Regions from separate parts of the Mus musculus genome. Here regions 2, 3, 4, 5, 6 and 7 are each linked to region 1. A link is a contact called in public HiChIP or PLAC-seq and promoter capture Hi-C data. All regions are on one chromosome and are shown on one strand. The core of a region is the stretch at or near the end of the contact, and the rest is flanking DNA. Distances in the headings are between cores, read along the strand shown.

What was found. Promoter capture Hi-C pulls out the DNA fragments that hold promoters and counts their contacts. HiChIP or PLAC-seq counts read pairs in DNA pulled down with a chosen protein or histone mark. Capture Hi-C pulls out chosen DNA fragments and counts their contacts.
Region 2: a promoter capture Hi-C map of neutrophils shows a contact between it and region 1, with 5 times the contacts expected there. The contact joins the promoter of Strbp here to the promoter of Psmb7 in region 1. A contact is called at or near these places in 5 of 39 promoter capture datasets (cranial neural crest, liver, neutrophils and 1 more), 3 of 115 datasets of contacts at active chromatin or transcription factors (embryonic forebrain, regulatory T cells and stem cell-derived neural progenitor cells) and 1 of 9 other capture datasets (adipose tissue).
Region 3: a contact with region 1 is called in a promoter capture Hi-C map of liver, with 4 times the contacts expected there. The contact joins the promoter of Crb2 here to the promoter of Psmb7 in region 1. A contact is called at or near these places in 10 of 39 promoter capture datasets (the C10 cell line, the HPC-7 cell line, cranial neural crest and 5 more), 1 of 15 datasets of contacts at CTCF or cohesin (embryonic stem cells), 2 of 484 Hi-C or Micro-C datasets (both in the G1E-ER4 cell line), 12 of 115 datasets of contacts at active chromatin or transcription factors (the SCID.adh cell line, astrocytes, cardiomyocytes and 7 more) and 1 of 9 other capture datasets (liver).
Region 4: a contact with region 1 is called in a promoter capture Hi-C map of liver, with 4 times the contacts expected there. The contact joins the enhancer-like site here to the promoter of Psmb7 in region 1. A contact is called at or near these places in 15 of 39 promoter capture datasets (the 3T3-L1 cell line, the C10 cell line, the HPC-7 cell line and 8 more), 1 of 15 datasets of contacts at CTCF or cohesin (embryonic stem cells), 4 of 484 Hi-C or Micro-C datasets (the P5424 cell line, bone marrow-derived macrophages, embryonic fibroblasts and 1 more), 11 of 115 datasets of contacts at active chromatin or transcription factors (the SCID.adh cell line, cardiomyocytes, embryonic basal ganglia and 7 more) and 1 of 9 other capture datasets (embryonic stem cells).
Region 5: an H3K4me3 HiChIP or PLAC-seq map of embryonic basal ganglia shows a contact between it and region 1, with 5 times the contacts expected there. The contact joins the enhancer-like site here to the promoter of Psmb7 in region 1. A contact is called at or near these places in 14 of 39 promoter capture datasets (the 3T3-L1 cell line, the C10 cell line, HPC-7-derived erythroid cells and 9 more), 1 of 484 Hi-C or Micro-C datasets (bone marrow-derived macrophages) and 11 of 115 datasets of contacts at active chromatin or transcription factors (astrocytes, bone marrow-derived macrophages, embryonic basal ganglia and 8 more).
Region 6: an H3K4me3 HiChIP or PLAC-seq map of embryonic limb bud shows a contact between it and region 1, with 4 times the contacts expected there. The contact joins the enhancer-like site here to the promoter of Psmb7 in region 1. A contact is called at or near these places in 8 of 39 promoter capture datasets (the C10 cell line, HPC-7-derived erythroid cells, cranial neural crest and 4 more) and 9 of 115 datasets of contacts at active chromatin or transcription factors (acute myeloid leukemia, bone marrow-derived macrophages, embryonic basal ganglia and 5 more).
Region 7: an H3K4me3 HiChIP or PLAC-seq map of embryonic basal ganglia shows a contact between it and region 1, with 9 times the contacts expected there. The contact joins the enhancer-like site here to the promoter of Psmb7 in region 1. A contact is called at or near these places in 7 of 39 promoter capture datasets (the C10 cell line, cranial neural crest, embryonic stem cells and 4 more), 9 of 115 datasets of contacts at active chromatin or transcription factors (SST interneurons, bone marrow-derived macrophages, embryonic basal ganglia and 6 more) and 1 of 9 other capture datasets (embryonic stem cells).

Annotation. Positions count from the first base shown.
Region 1 is chr2:38,642,551-38,645,195 of GRCm38.p6, reverse strand. Psmb7 (proteasome (prosome, macropain) subunit, beta type 7) reads left to right here and starts at 1,290. Exons shown (of 8, transcript NM_011187.1): 1 at 1,290-1,355; 2 at 1,745-1,838. The coding sequence starts at 1,294.
Region 2 is chr2:37,702,056-37,704,700 of GRCm38.p6, reverse strand. It overlaps Strbp (spermatid perinuclear RNA binding protein), which reads left to right and starts at 1,356. Exons shown (of 18, transcript NM_001379315.1): 1 at 1,356-1,509.
Region 3 is chr2:37,774,919-37,777,563 of GRCm38.p6, reverse strand. Crb2 (crumbs family member 2) reads right to left here and starts at 1,315. Exons shown (of 13, transcript NM_001163566.1): 1 at 1,118-1,315. The coding sequence starts at 1,223.
Region 4 is chr2:37,792,393-37,795,037 of GRCm38.p6, reverse strand. It overlaps Crb2 (crumbs family member 2), which reads right to left. Exons shown (of 13, transcript NM_001163566.1): 10 at 1,171-1,939; 11 at 392-508. Among named protein-coding and RNA genes, the nearest start is that of Crb2, 17 kb to the right of the region's middle. Within about 2 kb of position 1,322, at least 8 of the 459 cell types and tissues checked have an H3K27ac peak or open chromatin away from gene starts, as enhancers often do.
Region 5 is chr2:37,841,014-37,843,658 of GRCm38.p6, reverse strand. All of the region lies in intron 19 of Dennd1a (DENN/MADD domain containing 1A), which reads left to right. Among named protein-coding and RNA genes, the nearest start is that of Crb2, 66 kb to the right of the region's middle. Within about 2 kb of position 1,323, at least 85 of the 459 cell types and tissues checked have an H3K27ac peak or open chromatin away from gene starts, as enhancers often do. A contact at or near this core is called in embryonic basal ganglia, embryonic limb bud, forebrain and 2 more, where this site is marked.
Region 6 is chr2:37,868,548-37,871,192 of GRCm38.p6, reverse strand. The region is part of intron 13 of Dennd1a (DENN/MADD domain containing 1A); the gene reads left to right. Among named protein-coding and RNA genes, the nearest start is that of Crb2, 94 kb to the right of the region's middle. Within about 2 kb of position 1,357, at least 17 of the 459 cell types and tissues checked have an H3K27ac peak or open chromatin away from gene starts, as enhancers often do. A contact at or near this core is called in embryonic limb bud, where this site is marked.
Region 7 is chr2:37,907,628-37,910,272 of GRCm38.p6, reverse strand. The region is part of intron 13 of Dennd1a (DENN/MADD domain containing 1A); the gene reads left to right. Among named protein-coding and RNA genes, the nearest start is that of Crb2, 130 kb to the right of the region's middle. Within about 2 kb of position 1,347, at least 47 of the 459 cell types and tissues checked have an H3K27ac peak or open chromatin away from gene starts, as enhancers often do. A contact at or near this core is called in SST interneurons, embryonic basal ganglia, embryonic forebrain and 2 more, where this site is marked.

The sequences.
Region 1 (2,645 bases), core at 41-2,540:
TATTGCCTAAATAAGTTTAAAAATATTTTCCTGACTTCCGCAGCAAGCCTCACATTTCCATCAGTAGAAGATTTTCTTAAAATTACATAACACTGCACTCATAGTGCTGGGTAACATTATGAATTCTGTGCCCATAAACAATCCAGTGCCTCTCCTTCAGCCTTAACAACTACTGATTCACTTTATGCTTCTGCAGATTTGCCTATTTTGAGATACTTCATACAAATGGAACTCTCTAAGGCTGGGGAGATGGCCCAGAGGGAAGATGACTGAAAGAGTAAAGTGGAGAGTGGTGGAGGACTCCCAACATTAACCATACACCCACATGTACCCACAGGCATGTGAACATGATTACCACATGAATGTATAGTATATCACATGTGAATGTAATTATACAATGTGGTTCTTCTTCTCCATGCCTAGTCTCTTTATATTTAGCAAATTGTTTTCCAGGGTCACCCCTGATTTAGTAGGTATCACATTCCCTTCCCTTTTACGGCCTAATACTGTTTCACTGTGCTGATATTCCACATTTTGTTTACTCATTCATCCGTCAATGGGCATTTGTGTTGTTTCCCGATTTGCCTGTTAGGTACCTGGTTGCTATGCTCATTTGCCTAGAAGCATCTGTGAACTTAGCTTTCCAGTTCTTCTGGGTAGGTATGACAGTGATAATTTTGGTTTAAGATCCAGTTCGTTTTCCGGAGCAGATGACCGTTTTATATTCCCACCTGTCACAGAGAGTTTTTCTCTGTCCAACTCCAGTCATTGTAGTGGGTCCAAAGCAGTGTCTCACTGGGGGCTTGGGGTTGCCTTGTCCTCGTGACTCAGGGCACGAAACGTCTTTCCATGTGTCTGTTTGCCTTTCTGAGGAAGGTGAAAGCTCCGTTACACACTAACAGTAGGAAATAAGGGAGTTGAAAGGGATTTGCTCAGCGGCTTTGCCTGGACCTGGGGTGTGTGGATGTCCCTGATACACGCCGGATTCTAGTTTAACCGCAGAAACAGATCTGGTCTGAGCGTCAGGAGATTTGGTTATTGGGGGAATTTTATTATCTGATTTAACAAATTCCATCCCTTCGGCTGATCGTCAGTTTCCCCTTCCCAGGACTTGAGGCAAAACTACTTCAAAGACCCAAGCCTCTCTAGGAAGTGAGAACTCAAGAACTCTATGTCCAAGAGCGCCAGTTCGAAGTTTGCCCCGCCCTCTCGTCCCGGTCTCTCGCGGCGCCGGAAGTGCTAAGTTCTTTTTTTGTCGCTCCGCCCTCGGCCCGGAAACACTTTCTTGGCAAGATGGCGGCTGTGTCGGTGTTTCAGCCACCGGTCGGAGGCTTTTCTTTTGATAATTGTCGCAGGTGTGTTCATGCCCGGGGGCGCGATCGGGACCCGAGTGGGAACTCTGTACGCCGGATCGGAACTGGGCTGCGGCCGGGGTCGGGGGCGTGAGGCGAGCGTGGGGATGGTGCCCGCGGCCGTGTGACTCAGGGAATCGGGCCCCAGCGCGGGCTGCTTCTGAGGCCGGCGCGGCCCTCTCCCCTTGCCAGTGTGTAAGGATTTGGACTTTCCTGTGGCTTTGGAGGGATTGGGTCACCGCCCCGATCTGTAATTCCTCGCCGATGGTGCTAATAATGGGAGAATCCAGTGATCACACTGGGGTGGAAGAAAATTGAGTTCCTTCCTAAGCACCCACTCTTCTCGCCAGTGGTCTTGTCCTCTAACACTTGATTTCTGTGCCTTCCCTTAGGAATGCTGTCTTGGAAGCGGATTTCGCAAAAAAGGGGTTCAAGCTCCCGAAAGCTCGGAAAACTGGCACTACCATCGCGGGGGTGGTGTATAAGGTAAGCCTAGACAGGCCGACCGTAGCGGTAACTGACCTATTAACCGTAGTTAGACCACTTGGACTCAAGCTTCCAGCTAGAACTGTCAGAGTGCATCATGAGAATCGGCTTTTATTAGGGAATGCCTTGATCAAGAGGTTTTACATGTTAAATAGTTTGTATTTACTCATTTTGAAGTTTTACACATGAGGGCAATTTGGCTTTTCCTAAGGTACTCTAGGAAGCAGGATGCTACAATGGGAAAGCACAGAATTTGGGATTAATTGGTTTGTTTAGATGTTTAATGCTTCCATACTGTTTCTAGTGAACTACTTGGGCAGTTTAGTCCCCCCCCCCCCCCCCCCCTTTGAGACAGGGTCTCATTATATAGCCCCGATTGTTGTAGATCAGGCTGCTTTAAACTAGAAATTTACCTGCTTCTGCCTCCACAACGTTGGGAGAGCCACTCTGCCCTCAGCCTTTTTTTTTTTTTTTTACAGAGTTAAATCTCTATCCATCAAATGGAGATAAATCCTGAAATAAACTGTAAAGATAATAAAGGCTAGCGATTAATGTTGTTAGTGGGGTGAAGAGAGTCACATTTCAAAAACTAATAGAGGTGACTGTTTCCTAAATTTTCTCTGTGTATGTGCTTGTACATATGCTATGGGACAAGTGTAGAGGTCAGAGAACAACTTGGTGGAGTCCATTCTGAGCTTCATGTGGCTTCTTACAATGGAATTCAGTTTTCCAGGCTTGCCCGACTAGTGTATTGTACTTGCTGACCTATTTTGTTGGAAATATTTTGTTGGAAAGATTGTGGGTCTT
Region 2 (2,645 bases), core at 107-2,606, 940 kb after region 1:
GAAGTGTGTATGTCCTGAAGTTGAAGGCCATACTCAAAGCTTTTTAACTCTAAGTATTAACATATTCTGTGAATGAAGTACTGAGGTCATATATTTTGGTAGTGCTGTGGATGCAACCCTGGACTTTGTCCATGTCAGGCAAGTATTATTGAGAATCATTTCCAGTCCAGAGCTGTTAATATTTGAGTCTGGTACAGGAGCAAGATGAGAAGGGGACCTACCAGGGGGAGTGTGGGAGGTCAGTCCCCTACTGTCTGCTCAAATTAAGTGGGGTTCTTTGCTAGGTTTGCTTTAGGCTAAGGACCTTGACTTATTCTTCAGTGCATTCTAGCACCCTGCCGAGTGTGGAGCATGCAACACACACTAAGCATGGGCTGAACCCCCTGGGAGAATGCTAGGCACTAAGAAGATGCCAACGTAGAGCTGTAAAATAAAACTTGAACCTTTTATTTCTTTCCCAGTACCACCGTTGGAACAAAGTGGGTAGGTGTTTAGCTAGACTACTCCAGACCTAAGGAGGGAAATAAGGAGGGAAAGGATTTCCCGGGCCATTAAGGGTGGAGTAGGGAGAGGAGATTTTGATTTTTGTTCAGTGCTTGCTATGTGCCAGGAAAATTCATATCTATTGTTTTATGCCATCTGCTCAACGGCTCTTAAATAGGAATTACAGTTTTAGTTTTTGTGAAGTGGAAACTGAAGCTCGAGCGGTTCGGTAACTTGGCCAAGGTCACACAACCGGCAAGTGGGAGGGGGAGCGAATCAAGGAGGGATCGGAGTCTCTTACTCAGCCAAGGTACTGCCTGCCCCTCCTCCACCCGGGAGGCATTGCGGCGCTTACTCCGTTAGCGTAAAGGCCGAGGCTGGAGCTGGAGAAGCATCCCGCACCGGGACGCAGAACCTGGGGAAGCCGGCTCTCATTGCGGCCGGGAGCAGCTCTCAGAACCTGCAGTTACGAAGTTAATGCGCGCTTAGCTCTTTTCAGCAGTTGGCCTCCGCCCAGCAACGCTTACCGCCGCAGGCACAGCGGGGCTCAGGTACGGTTTGCGGCCCGGGCTAGGCGCCGCGAGGTGGGCGGGACGCAGTTTACGTAAGCGGTCTCGCAGGTGCAGGCGGCGGCCGCGGGCCTGAGCGCCCTGCGCGCTCCCAGGTGCGCAGTTGACGCAGGCGACAGCGCGGCGCGGCGGCGGCGGGCGCTGGCCGGAGCTCTCAGGTGCGGCAGAGCGCGCGTGCAGGGGGCGCGCGGAGGGCGATGGGGCGGGCTTTCCGTTCCCCAGCAGCCGCGGGCCCCGCCCCCTGGATCGGCCAATGGGCGTGCTCGGCGGCGTCACGTGCTTGCCGCCGCCGCCGCGGTCGCTGCCGAAGCCGAGCTCGGATCCGCGAGCGCCACCAAGGCAGCAGCCGCCGCAGCCGCCGCCGCTGTGCTGAGGAGCCGGAGACGCGGGCGGACGAGGTGGCGGCGGCGGCGGAGCGGGAGCGGGGAGCGGACGCGGGCGGAGCGCGGCGGCGCGGGTAGGCTGCGGCGGGGCCGGCGCCTGCGCGGCGGGCCGTCCCGGGCGGGCGGCGGTTGAGGCGGCGGTTGAGGCAGTTGGCGGAGGCTGCCCGGGCCCCGCATTGTTTGTTGTGCGTCCTTAGCAGCGGCGGCGGCTGCTGAGGCGAGGAGCGCGGCGCAATCCCAGCCCCGCGGCTTGAGCTTTGTGGTCGCCGCCGCGGTACCCGGCCGGTCCGCGTCAGGACTGCGGGTCGCCTTGCTTGCTTTCGGGGTCGGGGTCGCGGGTCCCGGCCCTGAACCTCCCGAGGGCGTGGGCAGCGTGCGGGGCGCCAGCTCTGGGGAGGTGGGAGGGTTCCGGACTCGGGGCAGGTGCTGGAGGACGTTGCGGGCAAGAGCTGGGGAGAGGCTCGGGGGGCGGGCACAGGGTGTGGGCAGATTTGGGTGTAAGGGAGCGTTGAGGGACCCGGCCCCACGGTGACCAGGGCCTCAAGGGCACGCCTGGGGGACCCATGGGGGCCTAGGTCGGGCTCGAGAGGGAAGGAGGACGTTCCGTTTGGGGATTCGGATGGGTGTGTAGGGGGATTTGGGGCGGGCAGGGGCAAGTGAGGTGGTGGAGGGAGGGACAAGATGGGCACCTCTAGGCAGAAATGGAAGGAGCAGATGCCCTGGTTAGCGCTGCTTGTGAGGGGCAGAGAATGGGGCAGGCAGCGGGAAGGCCACCGGACGCCTGAAGGGAAATGGCGGAGGAGGGGTCCGTAGCTGGGAGTGTGGCGAGCAGGCTGAGCCCCAAAAGATGGAGGGAAGGAGTGTCAGAGGAGGGGGTTCTCTCAAATGGTGGCGGTTGAAATTGAGGGTATTCAGGCAGGAGATGTCTGTCTGTGTGTGTGCGCCCAGGACGTCAGGAGTTCCCTAGTGAGTATCTGGCTGGGAAGTATGGAAGGAGACAGGAAGGGGTTGACAGGCTTGGGGAAAATGGCTTGGTTCTGTATTCAGGGTAGAGGAGGATAGAGCAAGTGGGAGGAGGAGTGGTTTACACAGGTACTGAGTTTGAGGGCTTTGGGAGAGAAATGGGGATAAGGAGGTTATGTGGAGGTTTTAGGTTGGGTGGAGAGAGATGTCAAGGCAGGAGGTGTGTGTAGCAGTAAAAGGGCAGCAG
Region 3 (2,645 bases), core at 66-2,565, 870 kb after region 1:
CCCTAATGTACAGACAGCCTGGAGTTGCCTGGTTTCTCCACCCTCATTTGCCTCAGGTACCAGCTTCTTCTAGGTCCCTTCCCTCCTCAACCTTCATTTGGTTTCCTCCCTAAAACAGGTCCTCGCTGTACCCAGGGTCCTCATCCTCCCCCTTTCCACAGAGAAGAGGCAATAACGGCTTTGTAGGCAGGCAGGGGGAATGCCACTGGTGGGGTTCACCTATTGCAGGGGAAGCCGGGCCCTCCCTACTGCCCTCGTAACTATAGTGACCAAGCCAAAGCGTCCTCCAGACCCCCCAGTAGGAATTCCAGGCTCAGTGTTGAATGCACTTGGACAAAGCCAATGTACTGGCTGCCTGGGCTGGCTTCAGGGAGCCCTTCCAGCATAGTTGAGGAATGCCAGAAACCTGCTGCAGGGACACACACGTATGATCCCGAATCCCTAGCCATTCCAAAGACCCGGAACAGCTCTACCGGTTGCCCCTCAAGTGCTGGCAGAGGACCCATAGAAGGGAGCAATGAGGGCAAGCTCTCCCCTAACCCTGGTTCTCTTCCCCCTCCCCTATCTTAATCTAGCCCCACCCACACCCACACCTCCCGTTGCCAGGAAAGGCCAGTTGAACATGCCGGACAACTTACAGCTAGTTCAGCGAGGACACAACTCTCAACAATCAATCCCCTCAAACAGAACGTCCACCCACCGGGCAACTTTACATGTCACCTGCATCCCAGGTCAACACGTGACTCCGGCAGACTCTATGGAGATTGCCTGAGTTTGCTGAAACTTCTCCAATTCACGCATTTCCATCTATCCCGGCACGCTTTCCCTAAGTGGCTCCTCACACCAAGATTCCCAGCTTTTCCCTCAACACACTACGCCACACCACACCAGCTCTCCCAGACTGGCTTCTACAGACCACACCAGCCCTCATCCTCCTGGCCCCACCGCATAGACTCCTCAGTCTGAAGCCTCCAGAACACTCCGAGCTCTCCAAGTGAGTCCCAAGACACCCGCACTGTCCCCACACTGTCTAGGGCCCGGGACACTCTTGCCTCTAGCATCACCATTCTCTCAGGCCAGCCCAGCCACGCTCACCCCCAGGCCCAGCCACACTCACCAGCCGGGACCCAAGGCAGCAGCAGCAGCAGCAGCAGTAGCAGTAGCAGCAACAGGGGGTAAATATCTCGTCTAGGGCCCCAAATCCTAGGCCCCACCAGCGCCATGGCAGCCGGCTCTGCCTGCCTGCCTGCCTGCCTGCCTGCGGGAACCCTCTGCTCGGCGGGCTCCGCGCCCCTGCGTCCCTCCAACCAGCACTGACGAGGTGGACAGAGGCCCGGCCCCTCCTCCAGCCCTCCCCCTCCGCCCCGCCTCCCACTGCTCCTCCCCGGACAGGATCCTCCCGGAGGGTCTGACCCACCGCTCCTCACAAACACCAGCCCCTTCGGAGGCCTCAGCTCCATCCAGGCAAGGCCCTGGGCCTGACCCTGGGTCTCAGTGCACAAGCCCTCTTGCCAGGCGGTCCAGTCCATGGGGCCAGCCAAGATTCCTGGGGCTTGTCCGACTACCCCGCAGTTTCAGGCCTGCCTTGCTTGAGCTCAGAAGCGCTCCCATCCGTCCTCACTTAACCTGCCCCTTCCACACCTGAGATAACAAGGCTCCTCCCCTCCTATCACAGGGGCTCCTGTCCTCGCTGCCCACTAGGTCCTACCCAGCCACACAGATCCTGTTCTTGTGACTATCAGTAAGGTAGTAACTGGGCCCCAGAGCACGTGCCCCCTGACTCCCTTCTATCCTTCCCACCCCCTCACCAGCCAAACGGAGCCCTTTCGTCTCCCCATTTGCCCTTGATCTTTGTCTCTGGTGTTTGCAACTTTAGAAATGTCCCTGCTGTCCAAGGCGGACCTTTCCGCTGAGTGGCTGCTCTACCGAAAATAGTGCTCCGATGCTGTTCCCACCCTTCTTCCTGAAAAGTCCTTCTCTTTGTCTAACCTCACAGTCACATGTTGCACTGGGTGGAGCCAGGAGTTCTCATCATCTCAAAACACACTGGCACATAAAAAAGCATCTCTTCTTCCATGGCCTGCTGCCCCAAGTGGGGCAGCATCTTATTTTAAAGGGAACTACCTTCTTGAAATGAGCCCCTGGCAGATGACAATGTCTGGCCCAGGTCAGTGATGGTGGATTCTGTCCCTGAAGGCTCTGGACTCTGCTGTGTCTGGCAAAGTAGCAATTGGGGGCTATGGCATGTCCTTGGAGAAACATCAGGTGAGACAATGAGCATCACAGGGTATCGGTAGCCAGCCAGAGGGCTGCTGGTTCCCCTGGGTCCCCAGAGCTCAGGAAGAGACTGAAACCATAGGCCTGGCTAACCAGCCCTGTAGCCTCTCCAGAATTAGAGGCCTGCCCTGTTTTCTGGGACACCCACTCCAGTTGTCTCTTGACCTGGAACTCCCATCGCTAATCTTGAGGAAGTCATGCTCCACTCTTGGGGGAGCACAGCTAAACATATAGGCACCTAACATGCCTGAATGACACGGAGTTTACTCGCTCTCAGTCTATTGTGTCTGTCATCTGTAAAATAGGAGTAACAGCTCCAGCCTCGTGAGACTTTACAGGGCAGTTGTGCTTTGCTCCAGGAATATGAA
Region 4 (2,645 bases), core at 73-2,572, 850 kb after region 1:
TGTGTCAGCAGTGGTCGTGCATGCCTTTAATCCCAGCATTTGAAGGCAGAGGCAGGTGAATCTCTTGAGTTTGAGGCCAGCCTGGTCTACAGATTAAGTTCCAGAGACAGTCAGCTACATAATGAAACCCTGCCTAAAAAAAAATAATAAAAATAAATAAAAATAAAAAAACAAAGAAAAAAGGAAGAAACTGGGTGACAGTTACTGCCCAGCCAGTGTCTGCCTAACAGATAATGGTCTGGGAAGTCCTAAAAGAACCAAAAGATACTGATGGATCTGGCACTTAAGTCAATGGGAAGAAGACAAGGAGGACCTCATTTCTCCCGCCCAGGCTGGGCGTCCCAGGGGCAAGCTCCCAGTCAACACCACAGGCCCTGGTCTCCAGACCCACCTGAGGCCAGCAAGACCTTCCTGGCAACTGCAGTTGGTGCCTAAGGGGCCGCCTTCACAAGGGGCGCCATCCTTGCATGTGGAGTTGAGGTTGCATCCCTGAGGCAGGACAGGCAACCTGCAGAGAAAAGCAAGTCCAGTGAGGTGCTGGGAGCTGGCCATAGTGGTGCTCTCTGGGGAATGCAGGCCTGCCTTCAACAGCCTTCCCCAGGAAGCAAAGGAACGCAGGGCTGTCATTCTGCCGCTTCCCCCAACTCCACAAGAGCTGAGGCCTTTGATTCGTGCTGACTTTAAAGGGCAGCGCAAAACAGTTGCTAAACATGAGGAGAGAGGAGAGCTAGACAGCTCTGGACCGGAAGGAAACGGGAGTTTCAAAGGCAGCTTGCTGCAAACCATGCTCCCTGATTCGTCCTGCCCTCCTAATTCTACCCAAGCCACAACATCGTCCTGAAATTCAAATTTTGCCAACTATTATAACCTGTATTTTGTCTTTTTTTTTTTTTTTTTTTTTTAAGACAGGGTTTCTCTGTATAGCCCTGGCTGTCCTGGAACCCACTTTGTAGACCAGGCTGGCCTCGAACTCAGAAATCCGCCTGCCTCTGCCTCCCAGGTGCTGGGATTAAAGGCGTGCACCACCACGCCCGGCTTGTATTTTATCTTTATGGACACCAAACTGAACAAGCTATGAAGAACTTTTTCCCTCCAAACTCCACCCACGGTAAATCAGCAGTCATCTCTACCCACTGCTATGCCCAGGTCAGGTCCCCTTGTCACCCGCACCTGCAGCGCGGGCCGGAGAAGCCCGGAGGGCAGCGACACTCGAAGCGGCCGTCGGGGCGCGCATGGCATTGGCCCCGGACACAGGGAGTGGAGCGACATGGGTCAGCGCGGATCTCGCAGCGGGGTCCTTCCCAGGCGGGGCCGCAGGAGCAAGCAAAGGCGTCGAAGAGGTCGCGGCAGGCGCCACCGTGCAGGCAGGGCGAGGGTGAACATACGGGTCCGCCACGGCAGCCGAGACTCACGGCCGGAGACCCGGGCCAGGCCACGAAGTGCTCGCGCGCCCCAGACACCGTGCCAGACCGCGGTGGCGCCAAGGGTAACGGGAAGTCGCCAAGTGCCACGCGGCCCAGGCAGCCCGTGAAGTTCTCAGCCAGTAGCAGAGGCACTGCACCCGGACCCTGCAGAAAGCCCAGGTCGCCGCCCAAGCCGTGCAAGGCCACGGGTGTCGCCGCGCCGTCCAGCCACAGCAGCCAGCGCGAGGCAGCGGCCTGTGGGAACTCCCGGGCTAGGCGCACGCGATGCCAGGCGCCGTCGGCCACGCGCGGCCCGGGCGCGGGCAGCACCGAACCCGCCACATCTCCTGCCAGCGAGCCGTTGCGCACCGCCAACCAGATATTGGAGTGGGCACCTGCGGCGGAGACGGCGCGCAGTAGCCCAGCCTCGGAGTCGCGCGTGCGGAAGGCCAGGGTGAGCCCGCTGAGCGATGAGGACACGTTGTGGCCTGTGAACACAGCAGGAGGGCCCTCGCGGAACGTGGCCTCGGCCACACCTGCAGAGAGAGAGCCGCTGGGAAATGACCTGCCAGACTTCTCCTACACCACCCTGTCCCCAGGCATTCAGGTGGTAGGGTCCACAATCCATAACTGTTGACCAGGGCAGTCACCCACCTGTCACCTGATCTCAGAAACTGCAGCTCCCTCTTCCACCCCTTATGCATTCTCCTCCTGGGAGGGAATCAGTTCCGGGGTAGTCCTAGGGGGACCACAATACCTGCTACCTTGAAGGCCCTAGACATATTAATAATCTTAGCTCCTCCTAAATCTAACCTGCTCCCCTCCTCCCTGAAGGAGGCTCGCTCTTCACTGCACACAGGTGCTGGTCCAGTCATATCCTTCTCCTCCTCACCTTCTGTAAGGCTGGCAGAGTAGCTTCGGTTGGTAGACTGCCTAGCTTGTAGGAGGCTTTGGGTTCCATCCCTAGCACCCAACAAATGGGGTGTAGGGGCCCATATCCATAGTCCCTAAACTGGGGAAGTAGAGGCAGGAGAATCACAAGTTCAGATCAAGATCACCCTTTGCTACATGGTGAGTTCAGGGCTAGCCTGAGCAACATGAGACCCCTTGGTCTCTGAGCTACTTGGTGGGCTTCAAATTCTATCTCGTGCAGCACTTTTAGTAACCTTGTGTTTCAGCTGTCCATAGGAACTTTAAAACCTCACACATGCCTCACACTCCTTCCTCTCCTGTGGCTCCCTT
Region 5 (2,645 bases), core at 74-2,573, 800 kb after region 1:
CCCCCCCACCCCGGGTACAGAATCCCTCCAGTTATTGGAGGACCAGCATGAAACCAAGCTACCTGTCTGCTACATATGTGCAGGGGACCTGTCTGTATGACTTCTATTTACTGTTAATAGGATTGCTATTTTACCTCAAAAAGGACCTAGAATCCTTCATTTAAAACATTTCTTATTTTGAGACATTTATCAGGTGCCATTATGTATCAGGCATTGAACTACTTAAAAATAAAGTGAACCAGCCCCTTCAGATGGCTCAGCACGGCCAAACCTGACAATCTAAGCTCAGTCTCCAGCTACTGCATCATAAAATGAGAAAAGCACCTCTCCCAATTTGTCCTCTGACTTCCACATTTGGGCCTAGGCACACACAGCCCCCACATACATAAGTATATGTTTACACAAACAAAAATAAATAAAAACATAAGAGGAAAAGGAACTAGCAAAACAGCCGCTGTGGGTTCTTTTTGCAGAACATAACTGACGAATGAAATCATTCTCTTCTAGTCAGTCTTTTCCAGTAAACGTCCAAACCTCATCAATTGGGGAAAGCTGCACCTCTTCTAATTTTATACTTAAAGGAATGTCATAGAACCTGGCACATCCTGTAAAGCAGAAGTGCTGACTAACTGCCGTTCTCTTCAAAGCGCACCAGTGTCTGCACCCCGAGGACCTGCCTCTCTCCTCTGGGGCTTGGGCCCTTGTTGGAGCAATCCTCATCCTAGTTCCTGGCCATGTGTGCTGAAAGCACAGCCCTGGCTGTCACCAGCATGGCATTCCAGAGTCAGCTTCCTGCTTTCCTTTGTCCTCATTCCTGCACATGCGAACCTGCCCATGAAAGGAACCCTCACTGGAGTTGGGAGCCCATTACAGAGAAAGAGGAGGCAGAGGGGGGAGGGAATTCATGGTGTTAAACATTCCATTTTCAAAACACACAAAAAAGGAGGCCCTATTTGAAATAGAGAGACCTTCTTTCCATTTCAGCAAGAAATAGAGAGATGCTTTAATGTCATTCCCAGCTAAATGCAGAATAAGAGTGTGTGTGCTCACACGGGTGGGGGATAAACAATTAAAAAGCCACCCCAAACTCTGTTGAAATAAGAGCTGTCTGTGCCTTCACAGGTCTGCAAACTGGGGAGGATGAAAGTGGCTTTCCCCCACCCCCCACCCCCATTTGTCACTTCCCTCACGTGGCTGCCAGCATTATGCAAGTGTACAGGAAGGCAGGAATTTTTTTTAATGCATGCATACGGATTAAGGTCAAGCCCCTAGTATCAGCCGTGCAGCAGGCTCTCCCTTCCAGCTGCAGCCACAGAGCCTACCCACAGCCGCGAGATGCCTTAATTGAGACGTGCTGTCAAAGTGACAAACACATTTGCATACAGTCTACACTCTATTTATTTTCTCTGGAAAGGTCTACAGTCTGCTGTTGGTTGAACATTCTTAATCAGTTTGCTGCAAGTGAACCGCCAGCCAGCTCACTTGAGCCAGGCCCCTTCTTATTAGGTGACAGATTAGCAGGGAGGAGGGGGATAGAGAAACCACCAGCACCCCCCCCCTTTTTTTTTTTTAATTCTTTCCAGACTTGCCCCTTGGATTGTCCTTCAGTCCTTCCCTGGGACCTTCTCTGATGAGTCATTGATCGAAGGAGTACAGTCTTTCTGGGCAGTCTGAGTTTTAAGAGTTCTAACAGTTTAAAAATGTACATTTTTCTGTGTTTTCCTTACTTGGCATTGTTCTCTAAACCATTTGAACCTGATATGCATCCAAACTGTAGCTTCATCTTACAGTGTCTCTAAAGTCACAGATTTAGCATACTAATCCAGTTTTTTTCTAATCCATAATAACATTTAATGTTCACTTACGATTCACCAGTGCTACACATATAACCCTAGTATGTAAATCCTCTCCTTGGGGCTGGAGGAACAGGCCTCACAATATCTTATATGAAGGCAGGGACCATGACCTTATTTTATGGATCAAAAGCTGAAAGACCTGAAGGGACCTGCTCAGATGTATGAAGACTCCAAGCAGTCTGACTCAAACCCCAGTCATAACCCTCAACATTCCCACTCTGGTCTTACATTCCTCAAGTCCACTTTCTTAGCTAGAGTTGGTTTAGTAATACAAGTCTATAATCTTAGGCCTTGGGAAGCTAAGGCAGGAACAACACAAGCTTGAAGCCAGTCTGGGATACATATAACATTGTGACTCAAAAGTAAGTAATAAGATGAAACAAAATAAAACTAACAAAAGTTCACTTCTCTGGCCTGTGAAAACCAGGACTGTTGTAATAGTGACATTAATCCTTCTACATTACAGCCCTGGTGCTGGTGCCTAGGCAGGACAGTCCCGGTGGACACATCCTACAGGGCGACAGCAAAAGGCCCTCTACAAAGTCCTCAGTGCCAAGAGAAGCCACTGTCAGGGAGAAAAAAATAGTTTCTTACCCGATGCTCTCCTCAAGGCTGGGACTGGGCCCCTATTTGCATACACACTGTTTCATCCACACACTGTAAGATAAGTAAGGGCCCTGTCTCCATCCTTGTAAGACATGATGGAGACAGGCCGACAAATGAAGAGGGGAAGAGAAGAGAGGGGGGAGGGGGAAGGAGAGAGAGAGAGAGAGAGAGAGAGTGAGTGTG
Region 6 (2,645 bases), core at 108-2,607, 770 kb after region 1:
TGTTACAAAACCCACTTTACAGAGCATTAACCTGAATTTAGAGTGGCTGGCAGCATGTCCAAGACCAGTGCAGATAGAATAGGAGCTCAGCCACTGGAGGCTGACATAACAAAGGATTGCCTATTCTGCTAGGTAAGACCACAGAGTTGGGAGATTTATACACTTTGCAACAGGGAGCCTGGCTTTAAGAGCCCCTTTGGTTTTTTTTGTTTGTTTGTTTGTTTTTGTTTTTTTTTTTCTTTTTCTTTTTTTTTCTTTTTCCATTTTTTATTAGGTATTTAGCTCATTTACATTTCCAATGCTATACCAAAAGTCCCCCATATCCACCCACCCCCACTCCCCTGCCCACCCACTCCCCCTTTTTGGCCCTGGTATTCCCCTGTACTGGGGCATATAAAGTTTGCAAGTCCAATGGGCCTCTCTTTCCAGTGATGGCCGACTAGGCCATCTTTTGATATATATGCAGCTAGAGTCAAGAGCTCCGGGGTACTGGTTAGTTCATAATGTTGTTCCACCTATAGGGTTGCAGATCCCTTTAGCTCCTTGGCTACTTTCTCTAGCTCCTCCATTGGGAGCCCTATGATCCATCCATTAGCTGACTGTGAGCATCCACTTCTGTGTTTGCTAGGCCCCGGCATAGTCTCACAAGAGACAGCTACATCTGGGTCCTTTCAATAAAATCTTGCTAGTGTATGCAATGGTGTCAGCGTTTGGATGCTGATTATGAGGTGGATCCCTGGATATGGCAGTCTCTACATGGTCCATCCTTTCATCTCAGCTCCAAACTTTGAAGAGCCCCTTTGTTAAAAGTGGTAACATCTCCTCACTTATGCCACAGGACCAGGCTGTTGAGGTGGGTACACAAGTAGTGGTGCCCACACTGATCTGTGAGAGAACCAGTGGATGGGGGTCATTCAGAGTGAGTTTACACTGGGACTAGAGAAATGGCTCATCAGATAAGAGCACTGGCTGCTCTTCAGAAGACTCTGGTTCTATTTCCAGCATCTACATGGTGGCTCACTACTGTCTATAACTCCAGGTCCAGAAAATCTGACATCCACTTCTAGACTCTGTGGGTACAGACATCCATGCAAGAAAAAAACACCCACACATATACATACATACATACATACATACATACATACATACATACAATAGAAAAATTGAGGTAAATTTTAAAAAGTGACTTTACACAATGAAAATTATCATCGAGGGCATACAGGGTCTGGAGGGGAGAGAAGCTGGCATTTTTTGGCCCAGCAAATAGCTGTCCATCTGCTCTCTGTCAGAATATGTTAGGAGTGCATCTGGATTGCTGCCCCAGAGCCTCAGCTCCGGGCGGGTCATGTGGTCGTCTCCACGACAACTCCAGGAGTGCTGGAAACTGCTGTACTTGGAGCCAGATGCTGCTCTGCACATGTGGTCTAATTAGCCGGGGTTCCCTGCCTCCTCTGCCTCTCACCCCTCCCTGCATACACTACCTTTTCTTTTCCCTGCCTCCCTCCTTTCCTAGCCTTCCTTGCATCCTCTGGCTGGCTGTGTACTCTGTTTGCCTTCTCTTCCAGCATCCCTGTTATCCTATGCAGGAAGCTAGTGATACTCCAGACACCTCTGCCCCTGAGAAAGACACCTCTGGAGTGGGAACTGACAGGTGACTAGGCAAGGCAATGACTAGCCCCAAATGCTCTTGCAGTGGAAAGCTTGGGTGCTCAAGACCTACAGAAGGTTCAGCAAAGACCATGACAAGTGTCCCATCCCAAGTCTGCTAGATTTTTGAGTTAGGTTTTATAAGACATGAAAAATTCCCCAGGAGAAGATGTGGCACGTGAAAAAGCAGAGGTCAATGGAACCTTCTGGAGAACTGGTTACTGGAACCAAGGTATTTGGAGAATGAGAAGCTGAGGTGGGGTATCAGGCTTCTCTCCACCTCTGAACTTTACTTGGTTCTACAGGCACTAGGAGCCAGTAAATGGGGGTGACATGGCAGCTGTTGTGGGTGAGCCAAGCCCCTTCAGAAATGTGCTGCAAAGCCTCCGTAGGACTCTTTCATTGCTGGATGGGAAATGCTTGGGAAAGAATAGTCAGAATGTGCTGAGAAGTGAATTTTTGTGTCTTCTGCAGAGCCAGCACCCACCATTTCTTGAATCATTAGCTCTCAGGAAAATGTGCCCAATGAGGAAGGAGCATCTTCCTTTCTCATCCTATATATGATGTGCTTGTATACCCCAGACAGCAGCTCCTATCTGCTTCCTGCCCAACCCAGCCTGCTCTCTGCTCACAGCCTTTCATCCCACTCCACTTAACCCACCCCTGCCCTTCGTGGGTGCTCTGCTTTCACATCACCCCTCCCTTGGCAGCCTCTCCCTACTTTGTCTGGACAGGATCACCTTGACCATAGGTATTTGTTGAAGGGAGGGTTCTGGCATTGCCACCTCAGATGTGATATGAACCTCAAATGATATCTAAAAAGAACCGGGAAGGACATTACTGGCCCTTTGCATGTTCCTATAGGTAATTTCTGTCAACATCCTTGACAGAGATGTGATTTAAGACCTTCAATATGAAGTGAAGGGTCTCTCCCTTGTACGCCTAAGGAAACAGACTTAGAGAGGCTCTCTAGCTTCTCTCCTGGAGTTCTGGGCTGC
Region 7 (2,645 bases), core at 98-2,597, 730 kb after region 1:
GTTGACATGAGCAGCCTTCTTCAGACAGACACCAGTCAGTCAGTGCCAAGGCAGCCCATTATGGTTGCGTGACTCCACCCACATAATGCCTGTGGATCCTTCATTCTCCTTTTCCCTCACTGCATCTTCTAGTCCCCACCTTTATCTTGCTGCTTCTTCAAGAACAAAGAGCTGACTGAATGAAGAGTTTCCTCATTCATGGAGTCTCATGACTTAACTGTGGTCACCTCAGAAGAGCTCAGACTTCTAGCCTGAGAGACCAGTCACTATTCACTATGATGTCAGTTATGTGGAGCACACCAGAATGGCCCCTGAACCTGTCTCACACACTGAGGGGACAAGGGGAACAGAGAGCCCTTTGCTCAGAGCGCTTCGGCAACAGCCACTCAGGTTTTCACTGGCCCTTTTTGTGGCTAATTTTATGATCACAAAGGGCCTCTTGGCTTCAAATGTCCTGTTCCAGGAATAAGCTATGTACCTAAACTGCAACCCTTCTGCCAGAAGCTACAACAGAGTAAACACTACAAGTGTGTTATCAGGGTGACTTGGATTCAGGCAAGTCACAGTTGTGTGAGGTTTGATTCCACATCTTAGTCCACCCATGAATAAGCACTGCCTTCTATGGTCTTGAGAGGTGCTCTTGACAGGATTGTAAAATGCTCCACAAAGCACAGGGCATGTTGCTGGAACTCAGTCTAAGCACTCAGTTCCTTGTGCTATCACTTGTATGGCTACAGAGCTAACAGATTACCCATCAGCTGATGGGAGGTGGTATCCTCCTCATGGACATCTTGCCTGTTTCCTCCACTGGATGATCTTTCTGAGGGGAAGAACTTCCTAGTCATCTGTGTCCCTAGCACACAACTGGGCTTGTGAGATGCTGGTTTAAGGCTCAACTAAAGCTGACCCTCTCAAGCAACTGTGCTGTGACTCCATCTCTCTAGCCTTCAGGGATGGTATCCAGGACTTTGATTGTCCCCAGTGCAGATACAGTTACACACAGTAATGCCAGCTGGTGGAATCATTAAATGATATTTTCACCAGCCCAGGGCCCAGGACATAGTAGGAGCTCATTAAAAGGCTGCTATCATCGTTAATACCTAAAATAAAATAAAAGCAAGAAGGCAAAAATGAGGATGGGCATTGGTCACCCACTTTGGTATAAAGTGTGGACATTGATTGGAAGGCCATTTCAGAGAAGCAAAATGGCCCTTTATTCGTTTTGGGGAAGGGAGGAGGGTTAACGAGAGAGTCTTTTTCAAGTGTTTGCTCCATCTTGCTGCCACTTTACTATGTGTGGCTGCTGTTGCCATGGCAATTCTTTAAGCAATTGAATAGAGCAGCACTGAGTTGTTGCAAACTGGCTCTAATTGCTCCCATGCACCAGGCCTGCCCACATGACACGCTCCACACAGCACTCCCTCTTTCTCATGCGTATTTTCATAAATCTCTGGGCATTGTGCAGCTCCCTTGCCCTTGTGACATTGCCATCCTTGGGCAGAGGGCACAAGAAGCAAGTCTGAGTGGGAGAGAGGGCACCACCAATTTTCCCTGTGTGAGAAGCCTTGCAGACCCCAGGTTTAAGGGGATAGCAGGATGTGGGCTCAGCAGGGCCTTGAAACCAAATAAAACACTCATGGGATAGGTTTATTATATGTATTTGCCATTGTTGGATAATTTAGTCATCTTTTTAAATCCAGCTGTACCATTCCTGTGGCCTCCTGCCATGAGGACCCTGTGAATTGTGTAGTAAGAACTTCTGGCTTTACCCTCAGCAGGACTGGGGAGAACCAGCTTGGGGGAGGGGACGCTGGTGGTTTCGGTACCTTCTAGCGTGTCAGGCAGTGAGCTGGGTATTTCCCATGGATCACTTAGTTCACCAGGACATTGTTCATGGGGTGAAGATAAGGGAGCCAGTATTTCAGAACCATGACTAGTGAGGAAACAGAAGCACAGATATTTATTGTGAACCTTTGTAGCCTGGGCATGTATGACTTAACTAGGCACTAACCTGATTGATCCTAAGCCTGTGCCCTTTCTACTGACACACTGTCTCCCAGTAAAGAGATCAGGCTTAGGTGGCCTGTTTCTGTTTATTTCTTTTGTTTTTGTTTGAGATAAGATCTCAATACTGGGGGGCTGGTGAGATGGCTCAACAGGTAAAAGCACCCGACTGCTCTTCCGAAGGTCCTGAGTTCAAATCTCAGCAACCACATGGTGGCTCACAACCATCCATAACGAAATCTGACTCCCTCTTCTGGTGTGTCTGAAGACAACTACAGTGTACTTACATATAATAAATAAATAAATCTTAAAAAAAAAAATCTCAGTACTATAGTCAGGTTGACTTCAAACTGTGATTTCCCTGCCTCAGTCCCCACAAGAGCCAAGGAACCCTATTGAAGGAAAATTTTAAGCACCAAAGTGTCAATGTGGCCCTCTCTTGATCTTTTTTTTTTTAAAGTAGATTTTTATTCTAGCTCATAATGATTATAGTGTGGGTATCAGAGCCAAGTTAGACACTAAAGCCCTTTTACCACAAGGCTGCCTTCCATGAGTTTACTTGAAAGTGAATATTCCATATGCATTTGAAAACTTGCCTGTCAGTGTTCCAGGAAGCGTGGTAGCCAGTGTAAGCTTTTCTT